2 separate regions of the Mus musculus genome follow, and region 2 is linked to region 1. The links are chromatin contacts, called in public HiChIP or PLAC-seq maps. All regions are on one chromosome and are shown on one strand. Each heading gives the region's core, a stretch centred on a gene start, on an enhancer-like site or on the middle of the called end of the contact. The rest is flanking DNA. Distances are from core to core; before and after follow the strand shown.

What was found. HiChIP or PLAC-seq counts read pairs in DNA pulled down with a chosen protein or histone mark.
Region 2: an H3K27ac HiChIP or PLAC-seq map of microglia shows a contact between it and region 1, with 5 times the contacts expected there. The contact joins two enhancer-like sites. A contact is called at or near these places in 16 of 39 promoter capture datasets (the 3T3-L1 cell line, 3T3-L1-derived adipocytes, the C10 cell line and 11 more), 4 of 15 datasets of contacts at CTCF or cohesin (CD8 T cells, the G1E-ER4 cell line, embryonic stem cells and 1 more), 1 of 484 Hi-C or Micro-C datasets (embryonic stem cells), 11 of 115 datasets of contacts at active chromatin or transcription factors (the 230-238 cell line, the HPC-7 cell line, T-cell acute lymphoblastic leukemia and 6 more) and 4 of 9 other capture datasets (adipose tissue, embryonic stem cells, liver and 1 more).

Annotation. Positions count from the first base shown.
Region 1 is chr8:94,950,029-94,957,259 of GRCm38.p6, reverse strand. No RefSeq gene overlaps it. Among named protein-coding and RNA genes, the nearest start is that of Gm30968, 23 kb to the left of the region's middle. Within about 2 kb of position 2,754, at least 104 of the 459 cell types and tissues checked have an H3K27ac peak or open chromatin away from gene starts, as enhancers often do. A contact at or near this core is called in the 230-238 cell line, CD8 T cells, the HPC-7 cell line and 6 more, where this site is marked.
Region 2 is chr8:95,034,453-95,041,683 of GRCm38.p6, reverse strand. Adgrg3 (adhesion G protein-coupled receptor G3) reads right to left here. Exons shown (of 12, transcript NM_173036.3): 4 at 6,588-6,734; 5 at 5,740-5,874; 6 at 5,204-5,243; 7 at 4,993-5,084; 8 at 4,746-4,858; 9 at 1,995-2,275; 10 at 1,741-1,834; 11 at 1,150-1,424. Among named protein-coding and RNA genes, the nearest start is that of Drc7, 17 kb to the left of the region's middle. Within about 2 kb of position 4,408, at least 139 of the 459 cell types and tissues checked have an H3K27ac peak or open chromatin away from gene starts, as enhancers often do. A contact at or near this core is called in the 230-238 cell line, CD8 T cells, the HPC-7 cell line and 6 more, where this site is marked.

The sequences.
Region 1 (7,231 bases), core at 1,505-4,004:
ACACACACACATGCATACATACATGCACACACATGCACATATACACACATGCATATACATATAATACATATACATACATATATACACACATACATACACACACGCACACATAACACATATATACACGTACACACATGCCTATACACATACATACACACATGCATATACACATACACACTTACATACACAATACACACATGCATACATACATAATACATACACATATATATACACATACACACTACATACATACATAATACACATATATACACACACATGCATATATACACTACATACATACATATACATATATACACACACATACACATGCATATACACATACATACATACACACATGCATATACACACACATACATAAACATACATACATACATACATACATACATTCATACACACATACATACATACACACATGCACACATACACACATAGTGCTGGAAAACAAAACAATAAAGGACTGATAAGAAAGAAAGAAAGAAAGAAAGAAAGAAAGAAAGAAAGAAAGAAAGAAAGAAAGGAAGGAAGAGAGAGAGAAAGAAAGAAAGAAAGAAAGAAAGAAAGAAAGAAAGAAAGAAAGGAAGGAAGGAAGAAAGAAAGAAAGAAAGAAAGAAAGAAAGAAAGAAAGAAAGAAAGAAAGAAAGAGAAAAAAACCCGAGAAGATAAAATCAGCTTCATCCCTCATCAAGATATTCTGAGTACATAAAAAAACCCCAAAAGAACCCACATGCAAAGCACTGGGCAGGTTTTCTAGTGTGTGTGTGTGTGTGTGTGTGTGTGTGTGTGTGTGTGTGTTGGCTAATGTTGGTTTCAACTTGACACACCTGGGAAAAGAGGACTTCAAAAGAAGAAACTTTCTAAATAGGACTGTGGTTATAGCCAAATGGTAGCATTTCCTAGTATGCACAAAGCCCCAGTACAGTAGGGAGATGGGCATGGAGGGAGGGAGGGAGAGAGGGAAGGAGGGAGGGAGGGAGGGGAGGAGGGAGGGAGGCTTCTCAAGCAGGCAAAGCCATACTTCATGGTTTAGGAATGTAGACACAGGTGGCAAAGTTGATATAAAACCAGGGGGACTTTTCTAAAGACTGAAACAATGCTCCGCTCTGATGCAGGGGCATTGTGGAAAGAGGACAGAGTCTGCCAGGGTGGCACCTCTTTCTTCACAAGGGTGGTGCTGACATGTGGTTTGCTGATTATTTTTGTTAAACAATATATGTACCCTGCATATTCTCTCACAAGTTCCAGCACTCGGGAGACAGAGGCAGATCTCTGTGAGTTCAAGGCTAGCCCAGGCTACATAGTGAGTTCCAGGACAGTCAAGGCTACCTACTGAGATCCTGTCTTAAAACAAACAAACAAAAATAAATAAATAAATAAATAAATAAATAAATAAATAAATAAATAAATGAAAACAAATAAATAAAGGGTAATCCTTACATTTGGGAGGTGGAAGCAGGAGGATGAGTTTAAAGCCTGCTTCAGCTACACAGCAAGTTCAAGTTCAAGTTCAAGCAGTCTGTGCTGGGACAGGGGGACCATAAACAACCTTCCACTGCAGCCCAGACAGTGAGGACCCCTGATGACATCTTTTAAGAACAGTGGTCATGGGACACTAGGACTGCTTGGTGATAGCATGATATGAAAGGCAAGCCAAGGTCAGAGGCTGCCTGAGTAGAGAGCTCTCAATGCAACAGTCACTTCCACCCAAGGACATCAAGTCATGCAAAGGACTTACAAAGGACCACTAAAGGTGTGCCTTTTTAAACATCCACACAGATCCATTTTTATTTCTTATTTCTTTGGGTTTTTAAAAGACTTTTAATTTAAAATATATGTGCCTATACGTCTGTATGAGCAACGCATGTGCCACATGAACGCAGGATCCCACAGAAGCCAGAAGAGGGTGCCAGAGCACCTGGAGCGGCCCAATGTGGCTATGAGGAACTAAAACTAAGCTCCTATCTTCTGGGAGAGAAGCAAGTGCCTTTAACCACAGAGCCATTTCTCCGACCCCTAGAGAGTCCCTTTCTAAATGATTCATCACTAATCGCTAGTGCTCTCCCCCTCACTGTTTAAATATTTGCTCATACTCCAAGTTTCATTCCTACAAAAGAGGAGGAAACTGTGGGCCACTTAGGGTTCCTGCCCTTGTATTTCCCTTCTCCCTGTCCTGTCGACTGAGCCCTTCCATTCCAGCTATAAGGAGCCCTGTGACAGGAGTGGGCGTCACACCAGAGAGGTGTTGACCTTCACCCTGATAGAAACGGCTCTTCTGGGAGCAAGCAGTTTCCAGACTGAGGAAGTTCAGGCTGCTACTCTTATTCAAACCTCCTTTTGCATGTTTCGAGAGATTCGGTTGTGTGTCTGTGCTTCCCCATAGACTGCCTGGTCTTGGCTGTGCAGAAGGCACCCAGCTGAAGCATTCACAGAAGCCGTTTTTCTCCCTGTGGGCGATGTTGGGGATTTGTACTTTGCCGTTACTTTAATTGTTTTTTCTATTAATGTGTGTGTTGTAGGGATGATGTGTGTGGGCATGGGGTGGTCATAGAAGCCACCGGATGCAAGTGGAGGTCAGAGTCCGTTCTTACCTTCTGCCTTTGTGTGGTCATTTGTGGTATTATTTGGCTCTGGTCCCAGGTAGCTGGGATTCCTGTTACAGTCCCTTGCATGGCAGGTCTGTGAGGATGCTGTAACTGCCATGCAGCTTGTGTGGCCACGTGCCCCTCTGTCAGAGTCTGCGACTACAATGACTGTGGCCGAGTTCCAAGATGCCATTCCCACTTCGTCAGTCCTCACTGGACCCCACAAGGCACAGCTTGGGCTGGTGTTCTTGGTGTCCAGAGTTCAGTAGCTCCGGGATGCTTACAGGAGGGTTGTGGCACCACAGGGCTTTAGTGTGAGCCTGAGTGAGAGGGTAACGTGGATTCTGCTCCTCACCCTTTGGTTTTACGTTGGCTGTTGTGACTGCTTGTCACTGCCTCAGCATTAAAATGCCAGAAATGACCTAGTCATTGCTCTCTTCCCTGACCTGGCTCCCAAGCGCCCCCCTCCCTCCATCACTTATCACAGTGAATTCTGTTTTTGCATCTGTCTCAGCCAGCTGCACAGCCTCACAGGAGATACATCTGAGTTTATATCCATTTCCTGTCCTGTGTTTGACTGTAGCAAACCCAGAGAAGAAGTATCTGTAGTGGTGGCAACTCTGCACAACTAACCTGCTTTGTCCCAAGTCACCCACACTTCCATAGGCAGGCCTTAGCTGAGCCTCTTGCAGGGGTGTGGCTCAGCACCCTACCATGGAGATGTCAGAGTTGTGTGGTGACAAAGAGGACTTGAGGACACAATAAGTCTGGGCTGAGTTAGGTTCTGTCGGGGACAAACCTAAACCCAGCAGTCAACCACCTCACTGGCGACCTCATCAGGGACTGGGTGAAAAGGGACTTTCCACTGAGTGCTAACCCTGTGCCTGACACATCTCCTCCTTTGGGTAGAAACTCACCATGAAGTTCTCCAAGGGGAAACCGCTCTAGAGCAAGAGACAGGTACTAAGGCTTGCTCTGGGTGGAGACCGTTCTGGCTGGTCAGTGGGCTCCTGAAGTTCTCTGAAAGGGTCTTGAAGAGGATAGGATGAAGGGAGCAAATCAGCATGAATACACACACACACACACACACACACACACACACACACACATACACACACATATATATACATACATATATATGCATATATACATACATACACACAGAGATAGATAGATAGATAGATAGATAGATAGATAGATAGATAGATAGATAGATAGATAGATAGATAGATAGATGAACATATATGCATCTTAGGGTAAGGTCATTATTTGCCCTGGAGAGAAAGAACACCATACACAACACTTGTTTACCTCTCTCTCCTGGGATCCTGTTTTAATCAGGGTTTCTACTGCAGTGATGAAACACCATGACTAAAATGCAAGTTTGGAAGGAAAGGGTCCATTTACCTTCCACTTCCACATCACTGTTTACAACTGAAAGGAGCAGGACAGGAACTCAAACAGAGCAGGATGCTGGAGGCAGGAATTGATGCAGAGGCCACGGAGGGGTGCCACTTACTGACTTGCTTTCCCTGACTTGCTCAGCTTGCTTTCCTGTAGAACCCAGGACCACCAGCCCAGGAATGTCTCCAGCCACAATGGGCTGGGCTCTCCTCCATCAATCACTAATTAAGAAAATGCCTTTCAGCGGGATCTTAAGAAGGCATCTTCTCAATTGAGGTTCCTTCCTTTCAGATAACTCTAGTTAGTGCCAAGCTGACATAAGACTAGGCCATACAACTGACCCCTTGTCAACTTGACACTCAAACACATCACCATTAAGTCACACCTTTCCTTTCTTATTCATTCTCAAGGTCTCACATTAAAACTTAAATAACTTTAAAAGTGCTACAGACAGGCTGGAGAAATGGCTCAGTGGTTAAGAGCACCAACTGCTCTTCCGAAGGTCCTGAGTTCAAATGTCAGCAACCACATGGTGGCTCACAACTATTCGTAATGAGATCTGATGTTCTCTTCTGGAGTGTCTGAAGACAGCACAATATAGTTACATAATAAATAAATAAAATTTAAAAAAGTGCTACAGACTTTACAAATTCAAACATTAAAATTTCAGTCTATTTAAAATATCCAATCTCTCTAAAAATCCAAAAATCTCTTTTAAAAGCTCAAAATCTTTCAGCTGGGATCCTTTAAAAATCAAAATTAAGTTAAATACCTTCTTCAAGAGGGAAGACCCAGAGCAGAGCCACATCTGAACCAAGAAAAACCAAACTCCAACAATATAAATAACTCAATGTCCAGTTATCTGGGCTTCACTCACGATCTTCTGGGCTCCTCAGTGAGCTTGGATCACTTCTCCAGTTCGGCCCTCTGCAGCACACACAGCTTGTCTTCCAGGCTCCAGCTGGCTCGACTCCACAGCTGATGCTGTTCTTGGTGCTGACATCCCATGGTACTGGCATCTCCAAAAAGCTGGGGCCTTCTGCTTCAACTGGGCTGCACTTTCACCAATAGCCTCTGTTAGGCAATCTTCATAGTGCCAAGACGTGTCTTCTCCACAAGGCTCCTTCATTCCTGCCATCAACCGCTGCTGAGGCTGCACCTTCACCAATGGTGGCTCCTGGCCTCTCACAGGGCCAAGCCTCAGCTGCTCTCCATGGCCCCTTTAAGTCTTTAAAACCAGTACCATCTGGGTGACTCTTAGACTATCTCTGTCAGTGCCAGAGTAGTGTATCTCAGCTGTCAGCTTGAGGGACAACTTTCAGGAGCACAGCTTCTGTGTGCTGACCCTGAGGAAACACTTCCCAGATTTTACCTCCAAAGATGCTGGGCTCTTCTTAACCATAGCTGAGACTCTTCAGCCCCAGCTGATCCCAACGACAGAATCTCAATTCAAAATAGCAAATGGTCCTGATAAGAGTCTCTAGTCTTCCCTCTGAAACGTCACAAGCCAGACTTCCATCCTCCACATTGCCCTCAACACTCTTATCTTCCAAGCTCCCACAGAACAGCCCACGGAGCGAGCCCTCAACACTCAATAATGGCTTTTCTGACCCAAAGTTGCAAAGTCTTTCCACAATCCTCCCTGAAACATAGTCAGGTCTGTTGCAACAATACCCTGCTATATGGGTTTCAACTTGTGTTAGGGCTTCTATTGCGGTGATGAAACACCATGACCAAAAGCAAGCTGGGGAGGAAAGGGTTTATTTGGCTTATACTTCTACATCACTGTTCATCACTGAAGCACATCAGGACAGGAACTCACACAGGGCAAGAACCAGGAGGCAGGAGCTGATGCAGAGGCCATGGAGGGGTGCTGCTTACTGGCTTGCTTCCCCTGGCTTGCTCTGCCTACTCTCTTATAGAACCCAGCAATGCAAGTCACAAAGGACTGTGTCCTCCCTCAATCAATCAGTAATTAAGAAAATGGCTGGCAGGGTGGATTGGAGGCCAGCCTGATCTACAAAGCGAGTTCCAGAACAGCCAGGGCTACACAGAGAAACCCTGTCTCAAAAACAAACAAACAAACAAACAAACAAAATAGAAAGTGTCTTACAGCTGGATCTTATGGAGGCATTTCCTCAGGTGAACTTCCGCCTTTCAGATAACTCTAGTTTGTGTGTCAAGTTGACATATGACAAGCCAGCACAGACCCCATCAATTTCATGGGCCAACCTATAAACCTCAAGGCACCCAAAACCTTGGTCCTGCCCCTGCCTGCCATCTTCCTTCAAAATCATCTCTGCGGGGGCGGGAGGCACTTAGCATCTCCTGACTGACTGCTCACAGCCAGTCAGGGTCTGTCACTCCTCTCTGCAGCCCCTCTGCTGGTTCCACTCACTGCTGGGGTGCACTCCTGGACACGGAAAAAGGATCTCCTTAGACAATGACCTTCAGTTTCTCCCACTGCCCAGGTTGTGCCATCTAACCCCTCTGATTTCCATGTCTCCTTCCATCATGGGTCCCCTATGGCTGAACAGGGCCTGGCTCAGCAGAGGTACTCTCGGTATGACGGACAGAGATGGGGCAATTGGACAGGTGTCTGATGGACCCATGAGTGAGTATTTAACTTCACAGGACGGACACACATAGGATGGACAGACAAATGGAGGGGGGGAGAGGGTAGATGGATAGTAAGTGGGAGACAATGGATGGGTAGAAAATGAATGGGCAGCTGAGCTAATGGAAGAATAACAGAGTCATGGCCGGATAGATAGATAAATGAATGGATAAAAGAATGGACAAGCATCAGAACAAATAGAGAGCCACTGTCCTTCCTTAACAGAAATCACATCAAGCCAGAACCCCAAGGGCACCCTCGTTAGAGATGCCCTACCAGGCAGACAGCAATGTGCTTCTCCTTTGCCCTAAGCAGCTTCTGGTACACAAAGGCAGACGGCCAATACTGACCCCTGGTGGTCACTATGAGAATAACCACTCCAGAGCCTGGCCTTTGCAGTCCTGGAAAGTCTCAGCCAGCTGGACAGTGGTAATGGAGCTGCAGAGTAGACTGATGGCTCTACCCAAGCAGGCAGGCTCCGAGACAGTGTGCTGCAGCTGCAGGGTACTGCATTGGTACCATTGTTCCCTCATACCCCAAAGGACATGCGCTTGGCTAAGAGCTGTTAGAGGATGCCTGAAGAGAGCTGCCAGGAATGTCGAGACCGGTG
Region 2 (7,231 bases), core at 3,159-5,658, 83 kb before region 1:
AAGGAAAGAAGTGACTTCCACAGGCTGTCCTCTGACCTTCACAGAGATGCGTAAACAAACAAATACATAAATTTTAAAAACATAAATTTAAAAACTAAAAAGAGAAAGTGGCCCACCAGCATCCATCCATCCATCTGTCTGTCTGTCTGTCTGTCTGTCTGTCTGTCTCCTGAAGCACATATGGTATGACCAGCTGTGCCATGCCTTTCCTGTCATTGTATACTTTGCACTCTTGAAATGGGAGCCAAGAGAAGACCTTTATTTATTAAGTCACTTTTGTTGTGTATGGTGGTTTGAATAAATTTGGGCCCTATAGACTCTAGTATGTGAATGTTTGGCATTATTAAGAAGTGTAGCCTTGTTGGAGTAGGTGTGGCCTTGTTGGGGTGGGTGTGGCCTTGTTGGAGAAAATGGGTCACTGTGGGGTGAGCTTTGAGGTCTCCTAGTACGCTAGCTCCACCCAGTGTGGAACAGTCTCCTCCTGGCTGTCTTCATTCAGATCAAGATGTAGAACTCTCAGCTTCTCCAGCACCATGTCTGCCTGCACTCTACCATGCTTCCCACCATGATGATAATGGACTGAACCTTTGAAACTGTAAGCCAGCCCCAAGTAAAGGTTGGCCTTTAGAACAGAGTTTCCTTGGTCATGTTGTCTCTTCATAGCAGTGACACTCTAAGACAATGGGTATTTTGTTGCAGAAAACAAAACAAAACAAATACTTTAAAAGCTTCTTAAGGATTCTATGTCATGTCACATCAAATCTCATGACCCTGCCTTCCTAGTTAGAACTCGACAGAACTAGTCATCTGACTCAGAACACAGAGCCAGCAGCCATGTTAGGCAGCCAGAAAAGAACAAGAGAGAAGAGAGAAGAACAAGTTGTCACAGAGGCCGGACAAGAGACAATACTCAGCTCTAAAACAATAGGTGGGGACATCTGCTTTGATTTATGTGGCTTTTTCTGATCCTAGCCCCAAGACAACAACCACCCTTGCTGCCCTAGATCCCATAAGAATCTCAGGCATCTAAAATTAGCGTTTTGACTTGAGCTAGCTTCTATGGAATCCTGTGATCTGTAGAACACCCTCCCCAATTCCCAGTGCCCCTTAGTGCCAGTGAGGCAGCCTGTGGCCTCTCCGGACCCTCACCTTGTAGAGAGTTTAAGAGGGTGAAGACGTAGATGGTAGACAAGCCGAGGGGGGTGAGAACAGCCAGCCCCCAGGTCATGCCCACCAGACTGGAGAGGCCCAGCACGGTGAGGACCGACTTCCAGGTCGGCCCCTGTCCTTTGCCCGCTGTGACACTGGGCAGAGTGAAGATCTTCCAGGCCACCAAAGCCAGTACCACAGCACCGAAGAGGAAGGTAACAAGGAAGTAGCCGTGGACAGTAGCATAAAGAGCAGGCTCTTTCTGGAACCAGCACCTGCAGGAGGTGGATAGCCGCTGGGGCTGGGGAGGAAACCCCTGACCATTGAGCCCCAGGACACTTCCCCAGATGATCTGTAGTGACCAAGACGATGCCCCTCCCCCACCCCCCATTGCTGTTGGCTCTCCTGGGCCTCCTCCTTTATTTCCTTTCTGACTCCAGACTCCCATTTACCCACTGTACCACAAGCCAACTGGATCCGGCTATCCTCCCAGCCTTGACATTGCTGGCCTCTCCCTACGACCTCTTCCTCTCCCTCCCTCCAGTGAAACCAAAGGCCCCCATACCCTCTGCTCCCCTCAGCCCCACTCACAACTCCAGTGATGTGCGGTTCTCCTGGTCGCGAATGGTGTAAACTCCATAACTGTTGCTACTTCCAGCACCAATAACTACAAGAACAGGCAGGCCTGTGGACAAGGGGGAGGGGGCGAGTTGGCATTGCCAGTGTCCCCTTGATGGAGATTGCCTCCTGTTCCTCCAGATATCCATTGCTTGAGCTTTGGGCTTCCCTAGGCTCTTCCCTGTCAAACCCTCCAGCCTTCCTCTACTCCTCCAGCCTGTGCCTACCCCAGGCCAGCAGGCTCAGCTTCAGGAAATAGTGTCCAAAGTAGGTATTGAAGACTCTGATGGCCAGCAGGTAGAGGTGGAAGGCCTCCAGACCCATCCAGGTGAAGACACAGAGCAGAAAGTAGTGGAAAATGGCAGCTCGGACCCAGCAGGAGGCTGGGGGGCCTTGGGAGCTGCTCCCCACATTGATCAGGAAGGTAAGATTCAGGAGAAACAGGCTGATGCTCAGAGCCATGTGGATCTTAGGGGCATCTTCAGACTTGAACCTCTGCAGAGAGAACCTGGAAAGAATGGCTAGTGAGCAGGCCTGAGGAGCCACAGCCTATACGTGGTGCTCAGGCTGATCCATCTTCCTGCCTCGGTCCCGTGCCACCCACCATCAGCTGCTATCACCCTCATGGTCACTCCTGCCTGACCGTTCAGTTCCCACCTTTGCTAGGAGTCAGTGTGCAAACTCTTAGGTGCTAATCCACAAGCCCCTTCGTGGCTCTCTGGGCTCTGTGGATGCTCGCTGGGTCCTGCCAGCCTCACTGTTTGACAGATTCCTTAGATAAATTGTGTAACTGAGGAATTGACACTGAGGGTGGAGACTGTGTTCTCTACCAGTACTTGGCGGGGTGGGAGTGAGGAGGGGTGACATGGGTGTAGCTCCCAGGGGCTGAAGCCCAGGGCTTCTTAGTGACTGAGGCACAAAGGCACAGGGGAGGGACAGTAGGGATCCCTGGACTGGAAAATGGGAAGCCCAAAGATGTTCCAGGTGACAAAATTTGGAGCTGTGACGAAAGGATGGACCATCTAGTGATTGCCATATGCAGGAATCCATCCCATAATCAGCTTCCAAATGCTGACACCATTGCATACACTAGCAAGATTTTGCTGAAAGGACCCAGATATAGCTCTCTCGTGTGAGACTATGCAGGGGCCTAGCAAACACAGAAGTGGATGATCACAGTCAGCTATTGGATGGGTCACATGGCCCCCAATGGAGGAGCTAGAGAAATTATCCAAGGAGCTAAAGGGAACTGCAACCCTATAGGTGGAACAACAATATGAACTAACCAGTACCCCGGAGCTATTGACTCTAGCTGCATATGTATGAAAAGATGGCCTAGTCGGCCATCACTGCAAAGAGAGGCCCATTGGACTTGCAAACTTTATATGCCCCAGTACAGGGGAATGCCAGGGCCAAAAAGGGGGAGTGGGTGGGTAGGGGATTGGGGGGGGGGTGGGTATGGGGGACCTTTGGGATAGCATTGAAAATGTAAATGAGGAAAATACCTAATTAAAAAAAAAGAATGTTCCAGGTGGGTTCCAGTAAGCCTGGGCTCTAGGGGATAAGGATAGGCAACGATGAGCAGAGGCTGAACCCACAGGCTCCTTCAACTCAGCAGGTCTGAGGGTTTCTTGGTCAAATCCTGGCTCAGGACAGCCAAGTGACAGCACTATCTGGTCCTGTTTCTTTCCTGTGCCTGCTTCTTTTTGGAGAAGCTCATGTATCCCAGAAGGGGCATCCTTCCCCACACTTAGCCACAAGTAAGTGGCTTTGTCCCTTGTCACTTAAATGCATGAGTAGTCAAATGGCCAGCCTGTGTGTTCTACCCTGTAACCATAGTGGTCCAATTGGTCCTTGGCTTGTGATCAAAGTCAGACCCTAAAACAACTGAGTATTCATAAGCTAAACATGCACACACATGGAACACCCAGCATCTCAGGGGTATGAACCCTAGAGTCCTGTGCCCACAGGGACCACACACTTGGCTAATAGTCAACCATCTGTTGCAACTAGGACTACTCTGAACACTGGGCCATGTAGTTTTATTTAGACAGGACCTTGCAAACCATATCCCCACCATACACCACACACACACATACATGTGTATATATCCCCACCATACACCACATCCATATCCCCACCATACACCACACACACATATACATGTGTATGCCCATGCGTGCACATGTGCACATACACTATACACATGTGCACACACGCATATACATGTGTACACCCATACTACACACACACACACACACACACACACACACACACACACACGATCTCCAAAGTGGTGGAGCTGAAGGGGTCTTGAGACTACTTAGCTATTCTCTGCCACTGCCAACTTCCTGGCTTTGATGATATGCTATAGTTACATACGACATGACACTTGGGGAAGTTCCAGGAAGGAACCACAGACTGTCTGTGCTATTTTTGCAATTTTCAGTTAGTCTATAATTATTTCGAAATGTTTGTTCTCAAAGCCTTCAACTCTGGGGCTTCACTTTTGCTTGAATATCTAAGGAGCTGGGACCTGAGCCCGAAGTTCTCCAGGCACCAGGGTGAAATTAACATCCTGAGAGGAGAGAGAGCAAGCTGTGTAAGGAGAGACCAATCCCAGGGCAAGCTGTGAAGGGAGGGACCAATCCCAGGGCAAGCTGTGAAAGGAGGGACCAATCCCAGGGCAAGCTGTGAAGGGAGGGACCAATCCCTGGGGCTTCAGCTGGAGTCTTTAGTTCTTTCCCTGCCTGGAGGCCACATGATGTGAGTTTCCTAGTTCCACAAATCACTCATGCCCTGCGTGTTGGCCAATCTGAGTTGAATTTCTGCCTCTTTCAACTTCAACCCTATGTCCTACATTCTCAGAGAGCACACAAAAGGCCAGAGAAGACGATGAGAGGCCACAGAACAAAGACATCTTATCCCTATCCTGTACCTCCTTGAGGGCAGGAGGAAAAGGAGATGTCTTCACTCACCTGAAGGCAACATAGAGCACCATGGTGAAGGCCAGGAAGATCATGGAGACGGCACTGCCTGCCTGGGAGATGCGAGTGAGAGTCTGTGCCGTGGCCAGGTCCAAGATCGGCCTCTGTAGATGACCCCAAGTTCTGATCACATCACTGATGGGCCAGACCCACACATCTCCCAAACCCCAGCCAGCCCAGGCAGCCTCTCCCAGGGACAGAAGCTGGACCACTGCAATCAGGATGGATGGGCTGTTACCAGCAGCAAGGCGAAGAAGGTCAAGTGGTCGCAACGGCAGACAGTTCTCCCATCCCCGGGCACCGTGGAGCAGCCGTGGGAATCCCAGTCTCCTGTGGCCCACAGCAAAGTAAGAGCAGAGGAGGAGGGAGGGAGAGCCTGCCTCTGCCCTCACCCTCTGCCCCGTGGAAGCTTGCTCCTTTCTCATTCTAGAAACGTCTTCCAAACCTACCTTTAGCCATATCCCAGAATACACAGGTGAGGATCACGTTCTGAAACCAGAGAGTGGGAGTCAGAAGAGGAGGGAGGCAGGAAAGGGGGAGAGAAGAGAAGACGGGGCACCACCAGGGGTCTTGCCCTAAGAGGAAGCTCTCTGTAGCTTACATGGGGAGATCGACTCCATCGGTTGATGCTCCCTGGACCACTGTGCATGTAGGGTATACAACATGTATGGCACAAGAGGGTCTGCCTGTCTGTGCGTGCATGCCTGTCTTCAGGATCATTGCCTGGCAGGGGTGGAAAGCATGTATGCAGAGGGGTTCCCCAGGTCCCCACACATTTATGAACATGGGGTGGGAGGGTGTAGGGGGCACGTGTGTTCACGTGTGCAGGGCAGACAGATGTCTTTGGGCATTAACTGCATGAGCCAGATGGTTTCTTCTGCATGCACTTAGAAGGGTAAAGGGCACAGGGTCCCATGTGTGGCTTCTCAGAGCTCATGCACGGTATGCTCCACAGTAACTGCCAGGCCCCAGGCAGAAGACTCACAGGTGGTTGACGCTCATGGGAGAAGGTGATCTCTACAGGTTCCGACAGCCCGGTGGCGTGCATCTGGCCCACGCTCAAACCCACCATGCGGTTGTTCAACACGCTGCTGCCCTTGTCCTCAAGGAGCTTGGGGCCCTGAGAGGAGATTGGCAGGAAGCTAGCTATGGGATGGGCTGACCTTACCTGCCCTATCAAGGGGTCTTGGTAACTCTAAGACATGCCCTAGCCTGGGACATTAGGGGATCAGGGAGCCAGGGGCCACAGGCACCCTTCCTCCTACTGCTTTCTATAACACACTTGGGTGGGGCTAGGCAGGGCTGGCCTCTAGGTTCTATACTACCTTACTGAAAAGCCACCTTTGAACTGGAAGAGCTTGAGGCTAAGATCAGCCAGGAAATGAGGTCAATGCCAGTGAATGCCTCTAGGGGACAAGTGCTTCTAGATCCAAGGGAGCATATATGTAAACTTACATGGATGGGCACATGCCTCAGGAGCACACATCTGGCAGGCACTGGCAAGGGATAGTCATGTTTACCCATGTAAGCACAGTCACATCTGAGCACACCTGATTAAATGCACTCAGGAATATAGAAGGGTGTGTGTGTGTGTGTGTGTGTGTGTGTGTGTGTGTGTGTGTGTGTGTATGCATGTGCAAGAACATACAATCATGCATGTGCACACCTGGACATCATACACAGTCAGCAGGTGCTGATGTCAGGGTATCAGAATAGTCTTCAGGCCACAGACTGTAGAAGCAGTTCTTGGATGACCTGGCTGCCTTTGAGACAATCTCAGGGACCCTGAGCATTTAATACTGCAGCTTCCTGGGCTCCCAGCAAGCCTCTTACCTTAAAGACATTCCCTGCACCAATGTCTAGAACAGTTATGGCCAACCGGACTGCAGACCTGTTGCCAGGCAGGGCTCCAAACAGGCTCTTGGGAAGTCGGACTCCATCAGCAGGCTCGTCCTCACCCTGCATCACCTGCCTCGGGATCTGTAAGCATGGATCCAACAGCTCCCAACTCCCCCTTAGGATGCCAGCCCCAAGACAGATGCCACTACCACTCCAGTTGGGAGGAAAACTGTAGCAGGCCAAGTGGAGGGACAGCATCTGAGGACTTTTTAGCTCAGGGCTGGGGCACAGAGCACCTGGCTCAGTCCAGCCTCTGCTCCTTATGTTCTTGTCCCTTGGACAAGCATTAACAGTGGAGCCCCAGTTTTCCCATCACAGGAATCAGTAGAGCATGTCTACATTGGTACAGACACACTCTGCTTTTAAGTGTGTGTGTGTGTGTGTGTGTGTGTGTGTGTGTGTGTGCGCACGTGTGCACACGTGCGCGCACAATGAGGGATGTCCCAGAAAGAAGTGAGAGGAGAGTGGTGTGGGGGACTCGTGCTTACCTTGGCTGGGAAGCCCCTCCTGCCCAACAGTGAAGCGATTTAGAAACCAAGCATAGTTAGAACGTTAGAACAAACCTCTGCAGAAATCAC